2 separate regions of the Rattus norvegicus genome follow, and region 2 is linked to region 1. The links are chromatin contacts, called in public Hi-C maps. All regions are on one chromosome and are shown on one strand. Each heading gives the region's core, a stretch centred on a gene start, on an enhancer-like site or on the middle of the called end of the contact. The rest is flanking DNA. Distances are from core to core; before and after follow the strand shown. Region 1 holds the start of Cotl1 (coactosin-like F-actin binding protein 1). Region 2 overlaps Usp10 (ubiquitin specific peptidase 10).

What was found. A called contact is a pair of places that touch in the nucleus more often than the background predicts.
Region 2: a Hi-C map of Schwann cells shows a contact between it and region 1, with 6 times the contacts expected there. The contact joins the enhancer-like site here to the promoter of Cotl1 in region 1. A contact is called at or near these places in 2 of 12 Hi-C or Micro-C datasets (Schwann cells and kidney).

Annotation. Positions count from the first base shown.
Region 1 is chr19:64,812,322-64,818,551 of GRCr8, forward strand. Cotl1 (coactosin-like F-actin binding protein 1) reads right to left here and starts at 2,308. Exons shown (of 4, transcript NM_001108452.1): 1 at 2,067-2,308; 2 at 1,885-1,967. The coding sequence starts at 2,143. It overlaps LOC120098610 (a long non-coding RNA gene), which reads left to right and starts at 2,387. Exons shown (of 3, transcript XR_005496989.2): 1 at 2,387-2,982; 2 at 3,075-3,193; 3 at 3,983-5,327.
Region 2 is chr19:64,890,701-64,896,930 of GRCr8, forward strand. All of the region lies in intron 1 of Usp10 (ubiquitin specific peptidase 10), which reads left to right. Among named protein-coding and RNA genes, the nearest start is that of Usp10, 12 kb to the left of the region's middle. Within about 2 kb of position 3,296, at least 11 of the 93 cell types and tissues checked have an H3K27ac peak or open chromatin away from gene starts, as enhancers often do. A contact at or near this core is called in Schwann cells, where this site is marked.

The DNA.
Region 1 (6,230 bases), core at 1,058-3,557:
CAGTCAGAGCAGCTGAGATCCTGCTCCGGACCGGACCGGAGCCAAAGTCTGCTCACTGACTCCAGAGCATCGCGCTTTACGCCGGCGATGTTTTAAAGTGAATTATTTACAGAAGCAATGAATACAGAGTCTAGCGGCAACTCCCAGGAGACATTTTAGCTGGGAGAACACTTAACACACGAACACACACTCTCACACCCATCTTAGTACCACACAGCACAAAGTGAAATGCCATTCGAGATGAACTGAATGCTAACCGACGACTCAATTAAGAAAGTTAGGCCGCCGGGCAAGGTAATGCACGCCTATAATCCCAGCATTTTGGAGGCAGAGGCAGGGAGGACCAGGAGTTTCGGGCAGGCTTAGCTACACAGCCAGAAAGCAATTAAAGAGTTGGGTGGCACAAACCAGGAAGCAGAAGCAGGAAGACCTCAAGTTCAAGGACTGCCCGGACTGAGAGTGAACTTATCTCAAAACAAAGTGGTTTAATTTTTTAAGAAATGTACCTCAGTGGTAGAGCATGTGGCCAACATATCCAAGGCCCTATGTTCCATTTCCCATACTTGGGGTGGGGGAAAGAGGAAGAAAGCAGTTGGAAAAGAAGTCACATGATCCTGGATTGATTTTTTTTGGGGGGGGGGGGTCTGTTTGTCACCAATGACTCTGACCAGCACTGTCCTGAACACTTACATACACACTTGGGACCAATCAATCTCACAGCACTACAGGAGATCAGGTGAGGAACTGTGACCCCCACAGGGACCTGGCCCCAACCCACCCAGCTGGAAAGCAGCCCCCGAGGGATTCTAACCCACAGCCAGCCCCGGGAGTCTACACCCTAGCTTCTAGGTGGCCTGCTTTTGTTTGACATTAGTTCCAAAGCTAAAGACAACAGGAGACAGCAGGCCCAGGATCTCCTACTTCAATCTCTTTCAAGGCTTTTTCGGGAAGGCAAGGGGGACGCCCAGCCAGCCCAGCTGGCCTCCAACTCTCCTCCTCCTGCCTCTGTTTCCAGAATATGCTGAGCTGCTGTGAACACCGGCTCCTTTAGGGATCTCATTACCAACTGTGCTGAGCCTGCTGCTACCAGGGGCTGCGGCCATTCAGGCCCTGTGTTCTTTCATGGTCCACACACCCCAGGGGAACTTAGGGTTCTGTGGGATGCTTTTATTAAGTCACACATCTGTATGATTCCTCCACACCAAACCATTGGAGCCCTTCAGCTCCTGAAGCTATCACCCATGCCCCACCCCAGCCAGGGGCCAGTGACTCCGCTGCTGGGACCTCACAAGTCAGCTTCATTTTATCCAGGCCCCATATAAGCAACATCGGGCATTCGCTCTTAGTACGTGCCCCTTTACTCTTCAAATTAAAGGCTTGTACAGAGGCAGATAAGGACAAAGATGGGAGAAAGGAGGGTGGGGCCCTGGGTTCGGCCTTTAGCTTGCAGCCCCCAGGGGCTTCGGCGTTTATTGTTCACTGACCAATCAGAGAGGGTGGAGTTTGAACTGCCAGTTCTGACCTGGAAACCCAGTGAACCACAGGGAGCGGAAGAAGCTGACCCAGCCAGGGGAAGAATCTCCTCGGGTCACTTGATAGTGATGTCCACAGGGGTTGGGGGCAGGGTGGGGGAGGGATACAGTCAAGACTTTAGAAAGCTCAGACCGGAGCTTTGCCTGGTTGTGCACACCCACCATATCTGTACTAGATGGTTGTGGCAGGAGGATGGCCAGTTGGAGGTCACCCCTATCTCCAAAAACACAAAGACAAAAACAAGCAAGCAAACAAACAAAACCCCCAGCCTATATCTGTTGCTGCTTGGATACCCAGCACCTCGCTGCCCTGGGTGGCCACCCTCTCCCAAAAGGTCTCAGGTCGTCCTACCTGTGCACTGCTGGATGAAGTGCTGGTAATCCGCTCCCTGATCGCCGGGGACAATGGTGGCACCGTCGTATTTAAAAGTCACCCTTTGGGTTGGAGGAAGAAAAGAAACATAGGTGAGCAGCGGCGGCGAGCGGCACGAAGCAGGTCGGTACTGGCATCCCCAGCCCCGCGGCGTTGCTCACCAGATGACCGACGAGCCGTCGTCCCGCACTAAGTTGTACGCCGCGCGACACGCCTCCTTGTCGATCTTCGTGGCCATGGCCGCCGCGAGGACACTGCCGGAACCAGTGAATGCGTCCCTGATCCGCTGCGAGGGTCGAGCGGGCTCCGAGAGTGAGCAGGGGGTGGTGGCCGCTCGCAATTGCAAGCTAAGGTCCTCGGAGAGGGGCCCGCGGTTACTGCAGAGCCGGAGCGCGCGCCGGGACTCCACTCCCATGAAGGCCACGCCCCTCTGTTCCCATTGGTCGCGCGGGCGGGGGCGGAGCGTCTTGCACACCCGGTGGCCAATCCCAGTCTATGTGGATTGCGCAACTCGGCGGAGGGCTGGAGGAGGGGCCCTTCCTCTTCATCTTCCCTTCCTCCGTCTTCTTCCCTCCCCACTCCATGGGCCCCCAGCCTCTCTCTTCTTCCACCACCTTCTGTGTTCTTCGATCTCGCTCTCCTTCCTCCTTTCCTCTCTCCTCCATTCCTCTCCTTCCCTTACGCGTTGCAATCCTCTTCTCTCAGCCTCTTCCGTGTTCTCCTTTCTTCTCATCTCTATTTATCCCACCCCAAGCCCCTTCTTCCTCCTCCCTAAGGCCTCCTCCCCTTCTACCCTTCTTCCTCTCCATCTTCTCTCATCTTCCTATTTTCTATTCCTCCCTCGTTCCCTCCACACAGTGAGCTGAGCTGCAGAGCTCTCCACCCCTTCCCCTCCCCTCCAGAAGGATAACTTAAGTCAGCACTCAGATGAGTCAGGCTGGCCAAGGCTGGCCCCCTAACCCAGTGTTTGCTCTTCGGATTTGGAAGGGGAAGAGGTGGAAAGAAGGAAGCATTTCATTTGGAAAGGGGCAGACTGGGAATCACTGTTGACTTTGTAGCCTGGTTATCTGCAGTCAGGTGAGGTGCTGGCCGGGGTGGGGTGGGGAACGGCATCCTTAACTCCCTTATTGGGTCATTCATTCACTACTCTTCCACTATCTACCCTACAGGCCCCGTGAAAGGCTGGCTCTGGAGGCCCAGCTCTAGAATTACACAGAGTGTAATTTTCAGCTCCAAGCCATAGGAAAGCCCTGAAACCTTTGCAAGAGTTCTTAGCTCTCTCCCCATGGTAAGAATAACATGGCCGGCCGGGGTGTCTTCAGCTTTAACTGAAATGATGTATATCAGCCGGGGCCGGCATCAGAAGAGGTCAGTGTTGGTTTGCTATTAACTAAAACGGATCATAGACAGAAACTGAAAAGGGAAGGCTACAAAATACGACTCTGTCTCAGAGGAGGAGAGATGGTTCATCTTCTTCCAGAGGACTTTAGATTCTTTCTCAGTACCCGTGTCTGTAATTACAGCTCCAGGGGAAGCCGATGTCCTCTTCTAACCTCTGTAGGCATCTGCATGCACGCACACTAGAGTAAATAAAAATCGTAGTGGTACACACCTGTTGTTCAATAAAAAGCACCACCTTCCTCAAAATGAAAGATAACAAATCCATGAAAACTGCCACTCTAATCCCAGAGAATGGTCAAGTGTGGGATGGTCTGGCCCAGTGGCTATTTGTGTCTGTGTGTGTGTTTATCTGTGTGTGTTCCTCCCTTATGAGTGTATGATTCAGAGGACTTGTCTTTCCAGTCAGAGTCTCTCACTGGTCTGGAGGTCACCAAGTCTGGCAGGCCATTCAACCCCAGGGGCCCAACCGGGCTCTAACCTCCCCAGCACTGGAAGATATTAGAGCCACTCAGGACTCCATGCTTCTCTGGCAAGCACTTCACTGAATAAATTATTTCCCCTTCGGTTCGTTCATGTGGGGTGTGTGTGTGTGTGTGTGTGTGTGTGTGTGTGTGTGTGTGTTGTCTTTGGTTTTTAATTTTGTTTTGTTTTGTCTTTGTCTTGTTTTGTTTTTCAGATAGGGTCTCATGTAGCCCAAGCTGGCTTCCAATTTACTATGTAGCAGAGGATAGCCCTGAACTCCTGATACTCCACACTCCACCTCCCAAATGCAGGTGTGTGCCACCAGGCCAGGCCTTCAGATGACCCTGAAAGACATGAAAAAATTCCAGAGATTTCGGGCATCACACCCCCTGGAAGGGAAGCGACAAGAGATTGTGAGCTGCCTGACCTGAGTGCTGAGAACTGAACTCGGGTCCTCTTGAAAGCGGCAAGTGCTCTAACCACCGAACCGTCTCTCTCGCCCCTGTTGTTTGACTGATTAGTTGATTAGAGTTGGGCTTTGGGGTTTTTTTGTGTGTATGGTTTTCGGTGTTTTTTGGTTTGTTTTTTTTGTTGTTGTTGTTGTTGTTTTTTCCGAGACAGGGTTTCTCTGTGTAGCTCTGGCTGCCTTAGAACTCACTCTCTAGGCCAGGGTGGCCTCAAACTCAAGAGATCTGCCTGCCTCTGCCTCCCGAGTGCTGGGCTTAGAGACTTGCGCCACCATTGTTGGTATTCTGTCTAAGCTCCACCCCCACAGTTGCTTGGCAACAGCCAGCTGTGCCTGACTATAAAGGGGGCAGCTTACCCCCTCCTCTCCCTCTTACTCCTCTCTTGCTTTCTCTTGCTCTTCCTCTTCCCGTGCCCTCTTCCCTGTCACTTCTCTCCCCATCCCCGCTTCCCTCCGCGTGCACATGGCCGGCCTCCTTTCCTCTCTTCTACTCTTCTTCTCTCTATTAAGCCTCTCCACGAGGAACCATGTTGGCTTGCCGTGCTTCGTCCAGGCGCGGGCTGAGATTTAAACCCCAACATTGATCCTAACATTGGTGAGCTGTACGGGGATCGAACCGTGTGAATATATCGTTTATTCATATGAAATTACTACCCAAGACCCAAGCATGGTGGTGCATGGTCTCTAATCCCAAAACAGAGAAGGCAGACTGATGTCCGAGTTGTAGCTCAGTCAACACTACACAGTGAGTTCCAGGCTAGTCAGACCTACATAGCAAATCCTGCCTGCCTCAAAAACAAAGGAAAGGAAGAAAAAGGAGGAAGGAAGGAAGATATCAATTACTACCAATAAAGCGAAGTCAACCTTACACCTTCTCGATCTGCATTCCCGGCACCATGGTGTCAATCACCTAAGACGGTAACCGGAAGTAACTCCCCAGGACCCGCAACTCTTCTTTCTGCTCCTTGCTGAGGGCGCCCTCTACTGGCATGAACATGTAAAAAGGTTTGTTGGTCAGGGAACCTTGATTCTGAGTACAAATCCTGTCTGCCTACTCAGCTAAGAAAACACCAGTAAACAACTACATATCCGATGTGCTGTGTTGTAATCCTTGCCCTCAGTTGGAATCCACGGAATATCACAACACAGAGAGTGGTCTGGCTGGGCGTGGGGGCCCGCACCTGCACCACAGGACCCCTGAAAAAGAGGCAGAAAAATCGACAGATATTTCAGGTCAGCTGAATCTACAGAGTAAGTTCTGGGGCAGCCAGGGCTACAGAGTAAAGATCTTCTGACAAAAATCAAATAATGGCCCATTGATATATATGGCTTGGTGCGTAAAGTTACTTAGTACTACATCCCACTACCTGAGTTCAAATCTGGGATCCACATAGAGGAGAAAATAGACTCCTGCAAGTCGTCCTATGACCTCGACGGCAAAATGCAACACATGCACGCGCACACACACACACACACACACACACACACACACACTTCTGCATAGCACATATGAGCCCTAAGTCAGCACAGCTGATTCTCACCAGGACGTCAAACGTTCCCCCTCCTCCTGGCTTTCACCAGCAGCCCTGTGTTACCAAGGCACTTCTGAAACTCTCCATCTACCGCCTATTCCACCACCTTCTGTTTCATAGCCTCCACTGGTCACTCTCTCAAGTCTTTCTCTGATCTTACATTTTGTCTGACTGCCCCTAGAAGAATGCCAGGTGCACCAGCAGGGCTTTGTCTATCTAGGTCACTAGAGATGCCCATCTTCAAGAGCCACAGGAATCCCAGACAGACATACACATCCTGTACTGCTGGGACACACACACCTCCAGCTTCAAAGGCCTTGCCAGGACCTGTTAATTGTCCCAAGAGATGGACAGTGGCTGCAGACTGGAGACTAATTTCTGGAAGTTCCTTCACAGCCTCTTCTCTTCTTCCTGCCCACATGAGAGAAGCAATATATGTGGTAATGTATGAAAGGCAATTGCAA
Region 2 (6,230 bases), core at 2,046-4,545, 79 kb after region 1:
GTCCTAGAACTCACCATGTAGATCAGGCTGGCCTCAAACTCACAGAGATTCAGAGTCACTAACTCAATAGAAGTGCATGGTTTTAGTCCTAGCACAGTAGAGGCAGAGGCAGGTGGATTTTTGAATTCCAGGCCAGCCAGAGTAAGTTCCAGGACAGAAACCCTGTCTGGAAAAGAAAAAAAATCAAAACCCTAAAACTTGACAGATGCACCTGCTTTGTCTCACGTGCCAGGTATAAGGCAAGTACCACCATGCCCTGCCACGAAGTGTGCTTTAATGCCCCTGTCTGTGATGTGAAGTCAACAAAACACAGCCTTGCTCTCTCAGAGCTGCTGTCCACTTTGCAGTAGGCAGAACCGGCCCTGAGGAGCCTGCGGTCTTGCCACTGTGAAGGTCTGTGTGCTGGGTCCTCAGTGTGGAATCAGTTTTATTTGTGGGTCATTATGTAACTGATACCTTTCAGCAAACATTTACTCAGCTTTGTGTTCTGTCTCTTGCTTTTGTTGGGGCTCATTTGTTGTGGCTATAGGTGTCCCCCAGACAGTGGCTAGGGGCTGCCTCGGATCCCGAGTTAGGCCCTCAGGCTCATACTGTTACCTGAGCACTGCTTGAATTTGAAGCCACTGGACTGGAATCCCCAGAATTGGACACAGCTCTGGGTGATAGCAGTAGGGCCTGGGTAGCTCCTGGCACTGGATGAGCCTCCTCAGGATGTCTCCGGGCTCTCACAGGCTGGCGCTTTGGGTTCCTCTACTTCCTGAGTGGTTCCTCTTGTTGCAGCCTATTATGGTTTATATCCCCAGCATCTGTGCCTGCTAATTGCAGAGCCATTTTGAATCTTAACTATTGTCTCCAGACTTGGCTAGACCCTTCCCTGGGGGGTTGAGTCCATTGTTGAGCTCACTGGGGAGACCTGGCCTTCCCAGGGGATGGTGTGTGCGAGTGAAGGGAGCATGGTAGGTGAGTGGGCTGGTTCTTGCCTTGATGGGCTGATGAGCCTCTGTTTTGAAGGCTTCCTTTTAGATGTGTGGATGTTTTGCCCACATGTGTGCATGAGCCCCACTCCCACGGAGGGCTTCAGATTCCCTGGAACTGGAATTATGAAAAGTTATGAGCCACCATGTGAGTGGTGGAAATTGAACCCAGGTCCTGTGCAAAAGCAGCAAGTGCTATCTTAGAACAGCCATCTCTCCCAGGTTTGTTTTTAAAGATTTATCCATACACATGAATGCTATTTGCCTGTATGCCTGCATGACAGAAGAGTGCATCAGATCCTATTACAGATGGTTGTGAGCCACCATGTGGTTGCTGGGAATTGAACTCAGGACCTCTGGAAGAGCAAAGTTCTCTTAACTGCCGAGCCATCTCTCCAGCCCCCCAGGTTTGGTCTTTAAATCATGTTTTGTCGTCATTCTGAGGCTGCTTTATATGATCTCCAGCAGAGTCGTCTGTCTGCAAATGACAGCTTTGTTCTCCTGGTGGCTGAAGGATGGCCATTGTGTGTACACGTCTTTACTGTCCTTGTCTCTGTTCCAGATTGTGTGGTGTTGTTTGAGGTAGGGACTCTTGTAGCCCAGGTGGCTCAGAGCTGTACCTGAGAGTGAGTGACTGAGCTTTTGATTTTCCTCCACTTCTGTAGTGCTGGGATTCAGGTTGTGTAGGCAGTGCTGCCCTGCTCTGTGGTGCTAAGGATGGAACCCAGGACTTCCTGCATGCTATGCAAGCACTCTACTGTGCTGTGTCCTCAGCACCAGCCTTCTGTCTCCTTAGCTCGTCCTTTTCTCCTACCTTTGCTAATGGTCAAGAGGGCTCAAGACTCTGTCGTCCAACCATCCATTGAATAAGTGGGCCAGATAACTCCACAGAGAAGTAGTTCTTACCTCTGTTTCCCTTTAGTCTTCCCCACTCTTCTCAGTCTGGGCTGACAGTAGTATAGGTTCCACTCAGGCCCTGGGATTACCCCCATTGAGAGATTCTGAACCCAAGTAAGTTAGAACCAATCAATCAGCTCAGTGTGTCTAAAAGCTGGAATGAGGGCTGGACTCCATTCACTCCAGGCACTGATGGAGTTGATACAGACCTGGCCTGTGTGCTCCAAGTCTAAGGGGCCGGTTTCCTGCCTCTCTGTGCAGGAGACAGCACTGAGGGCCATTGGATTTGTTTTAGCTTCATGGATCCTCACCTCATGTACTCCCTCCAGAGACTTCCTGAGGCTTCAGGTTACATTTTCTACAGAAACAAAACAAATAAGAAACTTATGTGTGCTTTGTACTCTCTGAGGTCAGAAGAGGGCAATCCAGTTCCCTGGAATGGAGTTACAGGTGGTTGTCTTGGGAGACACATGTGGGTGGTAGGAATTGAACCTGGGTTTTTGGAGGAAGAATAGCCAGTGATCTTAACTACTTAGCCATTTCTGAAGCTCCTAGAAACTTCATTTTTGTTTTTGAGACAGGGTTTCTTTCTGTATAGTGTAAAATTTTTTCTTTCTCTCTCTTTTTTAAACAGTTACTTATTTTGTAGCAGGGTGGTCAAAGGACAACGTTGAGAGCCGGCTCTTTCCCTCATTAGAAAGTTAAGATTGAACTCAGGTTGTCTGGCTTGGCAGTAAGCACCTTACCTGCTGAAGCCTTTGCCAGCCCTACCTACTGGGGAGATTCTATACTGGCCTTCTTAAGGTGGGAAGATGTGTGTGCTTCTTAATCAGCTGTTCTAGATTCTTGGGAGTGTTTAAACCAACCTTTGGGGAAGCCAGTGGCCTGCAGGTTTATTGATGGGACGTCCTTCCTGGCTGTTGACCTTCAACTGTTGAGGCTTTGTTGGTTTGGTTCTAGCAGTTCCATCAATGGGGATTCCTGTAGGCCACCTGCAAGCTTCTGCTTGTGCAGAATTAAAACAGTAGTTAGTTGGTGAGGTCTTGGCCTAGGGCTGTAGGGATTTCAAGGAGAGCAGGCCGTTACAGTGAAGTGGCAGACAGCCCTGTGTGAGCTATAGTCCTGTATCGTACATGTGCCCGTAACTCTCAAGAGTTAGAGAATACTTTCTGTCCCAGAGCTCCCACTGTCCGAGGCAAGTAGCATCTGCTGGTGAGTGCGCAGCTTCAGCCCTGTCCTGGGACTGCACCTGCTGTCCTTTTATACATGTGTCTCATTCCCCCTTTCTCTAAAGACTGGCCTAAGGTGTCTTTGGCAATAGGAAAGTAGGTGGGACTTGCTTCCTGCTCTGTCCAGTTGCGTTTGTTAGCAGTTCTAGGCTGATGAGTGTACTTTATGAGCGAGCATCCATTGCTGTGCCGCAGACAGGACTGCTAACAGTGAGCTTTTGTTAAATGAATCATGGCTTCTAATTCTGAGATTGCATCTGTAGCAACAACTTAGCTCAAATTTTCAATGAAAGTAGCCAGCCTGCTGAAAGCCTGACAAGACTTTAGTAGGAATAAAATATGCAGACAAAGTAAAGTAGACAACGAACTGAAACACCACTTTCCGAGAGGCTCTGTAATGCTAATGGCTTTGTTCTCTGGTGCCCTGAGCTCTTCCCAGGGAAGCAAAGCAGGATTACTGCAGCTCAGTCAGGGAAATGACATTGCACAGCCATTGAGGGTTGTGATGTCCTGAGTCTTCAGTATCAAGTATCCTCAGTCTCACACAGTTCATCATGAGGAGCTGTATGATATAACGGTGTGAATACTGTGATATCAGTGAGACTCCTGGTTTGCATGGCCTGAGTAGTGTCACCTTCAGGTATCCCCAAGCCATCACACCACTCTGCAGAGTGTGGTTTGTGTAGTGTGACTGTTATTGAAGTCAGTTAGCATCGACCTTGAACTGTAGCAACCAATGCTTTACACCTCAGTCTGGGGCTCATTACCACAGCACTGTGTGGGACAGTGGTATGACACTCTTCCTAAGGAATACATACAGCCACCACCATGCTCAATTCTGAACAGTCCGCTGTCCCCTAGAAGCCTACAGTTTTCTCTGTGCTACTCCCTTCCTTCCCCGGAGAAGCCTGCCTGCCTATTCCCACACGCCATGAGAGTGGAGCTTCAGGCAGTAGCCTTACTTACTGTCTGACTTCTTCAGGTTTAGTTTTTATTTTTCTCATACAGTCTATTTTGATGTTTTTCTCCTCCCAGAATCTCCCCAATCCTCTACCTACCCTACATCATGTTCTCTCCTTTTCTCCCACCCCCAAACAAAAAGCTAGTAAGACAAAAACACAATCAACCAAACAGTCAGAGCTTGTTCTATGGTGGCCAAGTCTGCCTGGGCACAGGCCTGAAGATGGACTGTAGTTGACAGACACAATGACACTCCATGGAGAAAGTGACTTCCCCTTCCCCAGTGGGTATCTGTTGGCAAATGGCTGCTTGGTTAGGGTGGGGCTTAGCATCTTCTTCCTCTTCTCTAAGAGGCTTTTTCCTGTCTAGCCCTGGTTTGTCCTGGAGTTTCCTCTGTAAACCAGACTGGCCTCAAACTCAGATCCACCTTCTGCCTCCTGAGTGTGAGCCACTCTGTTGTCCAGCTGACTTTTTTTTTTTTTTTTTTTTTTAAAGATCTATCCATTATGTATACAGTATTCTGCCTGCATATGTGGCTGTGTGCCAGAAGAGGGCACCAGATCCCACCACAGGTGGTTGTGAGCCACCACGTGGCTGCTGGGACCCGAACTCAGGACCCCCGGAAGAGCAGCCAGCGCCCCCAACCGCCGAGCCATCTCCCCAGCCCCCAGCTGACTTTTTTAATATAACTTTTATAATTTTTATTATGTTCATTGGTTTTCGTCTGCATGTATATCTGTGTGAGGGTGTCAGAAGCCCTGGAACTGGAGTTACTATAGACACGTGTGAGCTGCCATGTGGATGCTGGGAATTGAACCTGGGTCCTTTGGAAGAATCAATGCTTTTAACAGTTGAATCATCTCTCCAACCTCCCTCATTTATCTGTTTGTTTTGAGACAAGGTTTCTCTTTGTACACCAGGCAGGCATCTCAGACCTGTCTACCTCTGTCTCCCAGTGCTGGGTGTGTCTCTGTGCCCGGTTTACTTCCCCTTTTCAATGCTGGCTTCTCTTACACTTTAGTGTTGAGCAGCTAGGTATTGGTGTGATGCGTCCAGGTCCATGCTTCCCTCCTTTCTTGGTTTTGCTTGTGTTGTTTTGTGTTTGCCATGCTTGGCACAGGATAGAGTCTCACAAATGCCAGGCAAACCACCCCAGTCCCACCTAGTCAGACCCAGGAGCTCTTGTGGTTGCTGAGGAGTCTGGAGCTTTGTGAGTGAGCTCATCCTCTGCAGAGAGAAGGAAGGTTTTGCTCCCTCATAGCATCTGTTGCTTCAAAGGATGGCCCAGACCTCCTAGGTAGAAAGGCTGGTGGCATTTGTCTCCTGTGTTGGCTGTGACAAGGTCCTTCAGCCTGCTCCCATAGATGTGCACTGCAGTGGGAGACTAAGTGCTTACCTATCTCCCTTGAAATGAGAATTACTGAACAGAGCAAAGCATTAGCTGACTACTTATTTCAGAGCCGCTTCTCATATCACCAGGAGCCTTTTCAAAAGGTAAGGAGCATTCATTTAGGGTAGCAGACATATTCAGTTGGATTTCTAGAGATGAAATCTTTGGAAGCTTAGGGTCTGAGAATGCTGTGCTCCAGCGCCCCCTAGTGTCACGCAGCAGTGGCAGTCCTCAGTCCTGCAATACTGGTCTGCACTCCTGCAGGTGAGCCTAGGCCATTTTCCCACCTTCCATGGGAAGAGACCGCTTTTGAGCAGGATGCCTTGTCTTTGTCTTTCTTCCCGTTCTTTTCTTTTCTTTCTTTTCTTTTCTTTCTTTTCTTTTTTTTTTTTTTTTGGTTCTTTTTTTCGGAGCTGGGGACCGAACCCAGGGCCTTGCGCTTCCTAGGTAAGCGCTCTACCACTGAGCTAAATCCCCAGCCCTTTTTTTTTTTTTAAAGATTTATTTATTATGTATATAGCATATATGCCTGCAGGCCAGAAGAGGGCATCGGATCCCACTACAGATGGTTGTGAGCGGCCATGTGGTTGCTGGGATTTGAACTCAGGACCTCTGGAAGAGCAGTCAGTGCTCTTCACCACTGAGCCATCTCTCCAGCCTGAAATCTGTTCTTTTTTTTTTTTTTTTTTTTTTTTTTTTGTTCTTTTTTTCGGAGCTGGGGACCGAACCCAGGGCCTTGTGCTTCCTAGGTAAGCGCTCTACCACTGAGCTAAATCCCCA